Regions from separate parts of the Ovis aries genome. Here region 1 is linked to region 2. Evidence: chromatin contacts called from public Hi-C data. All regions are on one chromosome and are shown on one strand. The core of a region is the stretch at or near the end of the contact, and the rest is flanking DNA. Distances in the headings are between cores, read along the strand shown.

Region 1 (4,168 bases), core at 546-3,045, 120 kb after region 2:
GCGCAGGGGACGGGGTGGCTGGTGGATCTGGTCTGACTCTATGTCCAAGCTCCCAGCTATAAATAGCTAGTCTTAGGGAGCTCAGTCTTTTGCACTAGTCATGTGAGAACCTTCTGAGAACTGGATGGAACCACCAGGTGAACGGGAGGTAACAGGCAGGCTGAAACACAATCGACCAGTCACCTTCAGAGGTGGAGACCACACATAGGAGGAGATTTTTACCAGGATGGGGGTGATTGGTTGGTTAAAATCTCAAGGAGAGAAGATTCTGGGGGCTGTGTCTCTGACTCCAAACCTCTGAGGGCTGAGGCAGAAGCAGTGGTAGAGAGCCAAGCTTTAGCTGAGAAGGACAGCTGTCCTCACTGTGGGCTGCCTGGGGAGGCACTGAGTTCCGAACCCGGCAATGTTCAGTGGAGCCTGGAGGCAAAGGACTGCTCTTCACTGGGGCTGGGCAGGCAGGGAGGGTGGGAAGGGAGAGCCATGACGCTGAGGATACCCTGGCAGAGGAGGAATCATCTGGTGGAAAGATTGGTGATAAACAGGCCCAGTTGAGACTGTTCATCTCATAACTGGAGAGTGCAAAGTTTACAGTTTACAGTTTAGAGTACAAGCCTACAGGGGAAGCTAACTGACAAATTCCTACCTTCCCTAGAGATGTGGATACTCTGGGCCCCAGGATTTCCCTGCATGATTTGGCCTTTTGGGAAAGGCAAGAGAATATGATGCTTTCCTAGTCCATTTGGGCTGCTGTAACAAAATACCACAGAGAGGGTAGCAACATAGATGACAGACATTTCCCAGTTCTGGAAGCTGGAAGTTCAAGATCAAGGTGCCAGCTGGTGGGTGTCTGGTGAGGGCTTGCTTCCTGGTTCATAGATGAGCTGTCTTCTTGCTGTGTCTTCACATGGTGAGACAGCTCTCTGGGGTCTCTTTTATAAGAGACAGCTCCTCCCTCATGACCTTATCACTTCCAAAAGGCTCACCACATTGGAGGTTAGGATCTGAACAAATGAATTTTGGGGGGGGGGAAACATTGTCTACATCAGATGAGGAAAAGAAAGAGGGGAGAGGGACTTCCCTGTGATCTAATGGTTAAAACTGTGTGCTGCTAATTCAGAAGGCCAGGTTTGAGCCCTGGTCGGGGAACTAAGGTCCTACATGCTGTCCTGCTCAGCCAAAAGATTAAAAAAATAAAAGGACAAAAATGGGGGTGGTGGGAGAAAGGGCAGGGGGAGGGGCAGCAGAAGGTAGCATCCAGTGTTTAGAGGGCACCTACCAGATTTCAGACACACTCACACCTTGGCCACATCGACTCCTTGTACAAGCTTCTGTGTTTCACAGATGATGATCTGAGGTGGACTCTCAACCAGGAAGGCTCCAGGTAGGCCTGGCTGGAAAGCCTGCTCAGTTCTGGGTAGCGTCCTGCCTTCCTCGGGGTGGGTAGCACAGCACCTCTCACCTGAAGTGTTGCCAGAGGTCATTTCTTGACCCCTCCCCCCAACCAGGCCTCCTGTAATCTGCTTGAAGTGAAGTGAAGTGAAGTGAAAGTCGCCCAGTCGTGTCCAACTCTCTGTGACCTCATGGACTATACAATCCAGGGAATTCTCTAGGCTGGAATACTGTAGTGGGTAGCCATTCCCTTCTCCAGGGGATCTTCCCGACCCAGGAATCAAATCAGGCAGATTCTTTAGCAACTGAATTTGTAATCTGCTTGCCTCCCCTTGATTCCTCCAAACTGTGGGTCTCCACAAAAAAAAGAATGGGGCACTTGGCTCCCTCTTGTGGTTGGATTAGTCAGAAGATGGCTTGGAGGAGCAATGCCTGTCAGGATCACTGAAAAAAATCACTGCAGTGAGAAAGGTTTGCTGTAATGCTGTTTAGTTGCCCTGGAGTTAACTTGGGATCAGGAGTACGGCTGCCTGTGGCCCAGAGGTAAACCTCGTCCATTCTTTCAGATGTGTTCTCTCTGGGCTGGGCACGAAGGGCACAAGATGAACAGGTTCTGAGTAGATGTGTATGTGCACGCTCAGTCAGCTGTGTCCAGCTCTTGCAACCCACGGATGGTAGCCCGCCAGCTTCCTCTGACCATGGGGTTTCCCAGGCAAGAATGCTGAATGCTGGAATGGGTTGCCATTTCCTTCTCCAGTGGATCTTCTTGACCTAGGGATAAAACCCGTGTCTCCTGCATTGGCAGGCAGGTTCTTTACCCCTGAGCCACCTGAGAAAGGTTTGGCTGAGAGCATATTCCAGCAGTGGAGCTCTCTGGCACAGAGTAGGTGTGCTATGCAAATCTGAAGAGTCATTGAATGAAATAAGACTTGGAGGCCGAGGTGGGCCATTGGGGAGATCAGGGGGTGGAAAAAAAAAGCACAACCTTAATGTTGAAAACTATGTTTCATTCAGCAGACATTCCAAGGACTTCAAGCCTAGCAGGCCAAGGAAGGAGCCAGGATATATGGGAGTTTTTGCAACAAAGGCCAGGTAGTCTGAATGTCAAACGATTACTGTTACTTACAGAAAACCAGATATCTCAAGTTAAGGAGTTTAGTGCTTTTCTGTGTATGGGAAGGTGCAAGACTCTGGGCTTATTGAAATCATTCCTTTGATACACACCTTAGCTACCTAGGGCCAGCATCCTGTCCTTTTCCACCCTGAGTTCCCTCTGAGTTCACCAGTGGTGGGGAGGGGCAGGGCTGCTGTAGCTGAGGACTTAGCTGCACGCAGTCCTTTGGTCTCCACCAGGGTTTCCCTGAAGGTTCAGCAGGTTAAAGAATTCACCTGCGGGAGACACAGAAGATCTGGGTTTGATCCCTGGGTCAGGAAGATCCCTTGGAGGAAGAAGATACCCTGGATGAAGCAATGGCAACCCAGTCCAGTATCCTTGCCTGAAAAATCCCATGGAAAGAGGAGCTTGGTGGACCAAGGGTTGCCAAAGTCAGCCATGACTGAACACATCCACACACACGCACACACGTGCGCACACACATACACACACACACTGGAGTTCCCTCAGGGTTCCCCCTCAGGGCAGCTTTAGTGGCTTGATGGCTTTCATATCCTCTGTTTACTGATAAGGCAGACACGGGGGTAAAGAGAGAACCAGTGAGGGAAGAGTGCCAGCTGGGCAGAGCTCGAGGCTCCAGACTCTGCTCTCCAGCCACCCCTGGGAGCCCGACACAAAGCAGTTACCCTCCACCGGGGGGCCTCGGAGCCTTGGCCTGCAAAATCACCGAGTTGATTTATGTTGGTGCTGTTCATTCTAGGCTGTACTTATTAATCACCTGGGAAGTCTGAAAATATCCTGATAACTGGGCTCTCTCCCTAGAGATTCTGACTTAATAGGTCTGAGGTGGGGCCTGTGCATTGCTCTTTTTTTAAATTTCCCCAGCTGATTACAGTATGTTGCCATGGCTGAGAAAGGCGTGGGTTATTTTTCCGAACCCCTCAAACTCCCATTGCCTGTAATTCTGAGATTGCTTTTAAGGTATTTCACTAAATTTAATTTGTATCCTGCAGTAGTAGATGATGTTATTTCACCATTAGGACAATGGGCTGGTATTTGTCACCAATAAACCTCAAGATAGTTCTGGATGTTTGTGTCCGTGGGGTAATCCCATCAATGGGCCATGAGAATATGATTTATCCCCCCCTGCCTCTAATGTAATTAAGTGTGCATTAAAAGAAGGCTGCACTGTTGAGATGCAAATTAGGGATGGCAGTTTACCTTCAAATTGCCATTTTGTTAAGGTTACCATTGTGTTGTTTCAAGTGCTTAAAAGTGCGTTATTCCTGTAGCAAACACAGGAAGTCCACCGGGAGAGAAAGCACAACACACTCCAGAGACGTTGGAGGCCTCTGGACTTTGTCACATCCGTAAGAACTATTACTGCATTCCCTCCCCTGTTTGTTCCCCCTGGATCCTGTGCCAGAAGCGAAACAGTGGTGGGGAAAGGGAAAACGGTCTGCAACTTGGGCAGCTACTCTTCAGATTCACCACTTCCAGCTAGTTCATATTAGAAATATTCAAAGGCTAAGTGTTATTTTGAGACATGCCTCCCTGCTAGAGAACCTCATGCACTGAAGGGAAGGAGCGTGTGAAGAACATTTTAGAATTCTGAGCTGCGTCTGTGTTTGGCAGCCTGGCCTGCCTCTCTGCCCTGCAGTCTCT
Region 2 (4,109 bases), core at 926-3,425:
TGGAAACTGAGACCCACATTCAAATCCTGGCTTTGGCCTGTCTTGGCTGTATGATCTTAAGCACACTGTTTCACTTCCCACAGACTCAGTTTCCCCATCTGTAAAATGGGAGCTGATTGTTGGGAGGATGAAAAGACACAATCTATGTAAATAAGCCCAGAGAGCAGTGCCAGGCTCAGAAGGAGTGAAGGCAGTGAAGGAAGCTCTCGTTATGATTGGCTCTAGCTGTGAGTGCCAAGGACTGCCACACCACCTGAGAATATTTAATCTTGGCCAAGCCAAACCTTCACCGGCGGTGTTTCATGTGGAGGGTGGGGAGAGGGGGACCAAGAGTCCTGCTCTGGCAAGAAGGGAGGAAGTCATATAACTTTTAAATCCAACCATTAGAAGATACACGCCAAGAGCACTTTGAAAGCAGAACACCTATTAAAAATAGCCTATTTAAACAGCTACTTCCCCATTCAGCAGGGCGGATGCAGTTTTCTTTTTGGAGGGCAGGTCTGGGGTGTCAGCTACTCTGCTCCACCAGCTGAAACCACAGATGAGAAAGTGCTTTAAAACCTGCAGGCTAAGTAAAGTCTCAGGCCCTAGTTTGGGAGGGAAAGATTCCACAGAATTAGTCCCAAGAAATGTACATGCTTTCCAGGCTCCTCCCTTTAAAAGGTGTACCTGGGCTCCAAGTCCAATTGTCTGCCGTCACCTAGGCTCTGAAGAGGAATGTGCGTGTGTGTGTGTGTGTGTGTGTGTGTGTGTGTGTGCGCGTGTGTGTGTGTGTAGAGATGAAGGAGGGTCGTGAAGACATGGGTCATTTCTCCAATCCAGTTTAGGTCCAGGGGTCAAGGGACATGAGAAAGGGTCTCTCCTGTCTCTCAGGCAAAGTCACTGTCCACCCAGGAACATCCTCTGAACCATTACTGCCATCGACCCTGGAACACCCCCTGGACCGTCCACTGCCAGCCACCACCTGCAAGCTTTCCGTCAACTCATAAAATTTTTCTGCCTGATTCTAGTACAAAAGAAAAGTATCTGTTGGGGTGGGGAAAGGGAATAGTACCTTACTTTACCAATAGTCAACAAATGTAAATCTCAGCATCCTGGTGAGAGACTGGCACTGAGGACTCTGCCTGCCGCCTAGCTCCCTGTTTCCATACAAGTCAGGTCGCTGGAGGTGCACCTTGCCCAAGGTCAACTAGCTGGGCAGCCAGTGAGGACCTAACAGACGGTTTCCTGCTCCCTGGTCTCCAAACCAGGGTTATTTTCAAGGCACTAGTTTACACTTCGAGGGAGAAAGACTGAGGGAAATCAAGGGATTCCTTAGTTTGGAAGGAAAATTAGGAAACCTAGTAATTACTCAATCCCCAAAGAAATATTAGGCCAGCATGTCCTGGCACTTTCTTTTCCTCTCCTCTGGAATCTTCATCCTTTTCGTGAAACCGGGGGCACCTGGGAGCGTGGGTGCTGGGGCCTGGGCTAGAGATGCAGAAAGTTTGCCTGAGGTCACCGGCGGGGGTCAAGAGAGAGAGGGGAGCTTGCGAGGAGTCTGGGCGTGTGAACGACAGGAAGGGGCAGAGAAGAGAAAGGCAAGGAACAGCGTCAGAAGTGGGAAGAGAGGAACCAGAGGGTAAAGACGGGATCAAAGTAAGAGGGGAGTCCAAAAGGGCACAGAGAGGAAAGTTCCAAGCGGGACCGAAAGTCCGAGGAGAGCCCGAGAGCGTCAGCGGGTGGGGAAGGAGCTGGAGAGGGAGCGCCCCAGCTCGGTTCCCAGCACGGGACAGGAGCTCGGGCGGCAGAAGCCAGGGCAGGGCGCCCGAGGCAGCGCCCGGAGCGGAGAGGTGGAGCGGGTGGGCCGAAGTGGATGCGGAAGGCAGGACCCCCAAACCATCGTCCCCGCGGGGCTGGAGTGGCCGGGCGGCCGGGAGAGTGGCCGGGCGGGCGCTCGCTCACCGATCCGGGCGGCCGGCACTGTCCTCCGTCCGGGGGCTGCGGGCGGGCGCGGGCGGTGGCCAGGAGGGCGGCGAGCAGCGGCCCTGCCAGGGCGGCGTGCATCCTGCCGGGCCTGCGGGGCGCGGGGGACCGTCCTGGGAGGCGCCCCCTCGGCGGGGCAGGCAGCCCCCGGCTGGGCACAGAGGTTCCTCCGCAGCGCGGGGCTCCGGACGCGGGATGCCGGGAGCCCTTTGGGGCGTGGCTGGATGTCCCTGCCGGACCCGGGGGTCCCTTTGGGGCGGGGCTCCGCCCGCTGTAAGAGGGGGATCCTCTGGGGCGGGGCCCCCTCACCGGGGCGCGCCGCCCGCTTGGACGAGCCCCGGGGCTGTGAGAGCGCGCCGGGGTCCCGGGACTCGCGGAGGTCCCGGAGCTGCGTCGCGGTCCAGGGGTGCACGGTGTTCCCGGAGCAGTACCGGGACGGCGGGCGCGCGAGGACCCGGGGTTATGCTGGGGACCCGGGGCGCGCAAGGGTCCCAGGGGTGCGCGGTGCTCCAGGGGGCGCGCGGTGGGACAAGTGCGGCGGCGGGCGCGGCGGGGGCGGGGGTCGGGTCTGGGGCGCCCGGTGGCCCCCGAGCGGGGCTCAGAGGGGCGGCGGGCGGCCGCGCGGCCGCTGCCCGGGCTCCGCCATGCTGCTCCGCGGCCGGGAGGGAAGGAGAGAGGAGGGCGGGAGAGCGGCGCGGAGCCGGGCCGGGCGGGGGGCTGGGGCCGCCGGGGCGGGGGGAGGGGAGGACCCGGCGCGGGGGGCGGGGGGCCGGGGCCGCGCCGGGCCGGGCCGGGCCGCAGGGAGTCCGGGCGAGCTCTGCGCCCGGGCGCGGCGAGGCGGGGTCTGATGGGCATGGCAGGCGCTCACTCGCTCCTCTCCTGTTCCCTCGCTCGCTCCCTCATACACACGCGCGGAGGGAGGCGAAGCCCGCAGCAGCCACTTCCCAACTTTCCAAACTTCCCAGCGCAACTTTTTCCTCTCCTCCCCTGCCCGCGCCTCCTCCTCGATCTCCCTCCCTCCTCCCTTCGCCAGCTCCGCTCCGGGCCGCAGCTTCCGCGCGCGGCCGCCAGAGGGCGCCTGGGCCGATATCCGAAGGGCCAACTTCAATCCGCTCCGCTCTGGACTCCACTGGCCCGGGCAGAGGCAAACGTGGGCACATGGACCAGACAAGTCCTGGAGCCGTAAACAGCTAGAGAGGAGACGGACAGGAGGGGGTCGGCGCTCCCAGACTGGCTGGAAGGCAGCACTGAAAGGAAATCCCCGGAAGCTGGTATCTACAACTTTGTGTCATAGCCCTGTTCCCAATGCGGGCACGTGATTAGTAGGTGTTCTGGGGACACTAGTTGCATGCAAACAGAACAACAAAATGATCTTCCTCAAAATTTCCTCAGACTTAAACTGTTTAAACAGCTTTCTCCATCTATATCTTTGTACCACACAGGATCCTGGTGAGGGGTCCTGCAAGGGTGAGTATCAATATCCCAGTTCCTTAGACCTTAAAAGTTGAAAGAGCCCTTAAAACCAGCCTCCTTCAGTTCTGGAGAGGCAAATGAAACTTAGAGAAGGCCAAGAGGCAAGACCCAAGCCTCTGGATGGTTTCCAGCAAAGAGGGAAACTGAGTCATGGGCATGAAGTTGTCAGAGCCCTCAGCCTATGGAGGAGGGTAGATGGGGACAAACATGCAAACAGGTAATTAAAATATGGACGGTAAGTGCCAGGAGAGGCAGAAGCTCAGAGAAATGGGAACAGAGAGAAAAGTGTCCTCATTCAGCCTCAGGGCTCAGGGAAGACTCCTGGGAGTGGTCTTGAAGGGTAAGTCAGGGGTAGCTGAGTAAAGGAGCAGGTGGGAGAGCACGGGTACCTGCAGGGGACTGCTAGCAGTTAGGCATGGCTGGAGCAAAAACCCAGTGGTAAGAACTTAAGTTGTGTCCTTTGGCCAGGTGTCGTACTTGGTACATACTGCTGCTGCTGCTAAGTCGCTTCAGTCGTGTCCGACTCTGTGCGACCCCATAGACGGCTGCCCACCAGGCTCCCCTGCCCCTGGGATTCTCCAGGCAAGAACACTAGAGTGGGTTGCCATTTCCTTCTCCAGTGCATGAAGGAGAAAAGAGAAAGTGAAGTCATTCAGTCGTGTCTGACTCTT

What was found. A called contact is a pair of places that touch in the nucleus more often than the background predicts.
Region 1: a contact with region 2 is called in a Hi-C map of liver, with 2.2 times the contacts expected there. The contact joins the enhancer-like site here to the promoter of TRABD2B in region 2. A contact is called at or near these places in 4 of 16 Hi-C or Micro-C datasets (liver, mixed tissues, skin fibroblasts and 1 more).

What each region holds. Positions count from the first base shown.
Region 1 is chr1:22,621,401-22,625,568 of ARS-UI_Ramb_v3.0, forward strand. No RefSeq gene overlaps it. Among named protein-coding and RNA genes, the nearest start is that of TRABD2B, 120 kb to the left of the region's middle. Within about 2 kb of position 1,796, at least 1 of the 54 cell types and tissues checked has an H3K27ac peak or open chromatin away from gene starts, as enhancers often do. A contact at or near this core is called in liver, where this site is marked.
Region 2 is chr1:22,505,262-22,509,370 of ARS-UI_Ramb_v3.0, forward strand. It overlaps TRABD2B (TraB domain containing 2B), which reads right to left and starts at 2,176. Exons shown (of 6, transcript XM_042247704.2): 1 at 1,945-2,176. The coding sequence starts at 2,046.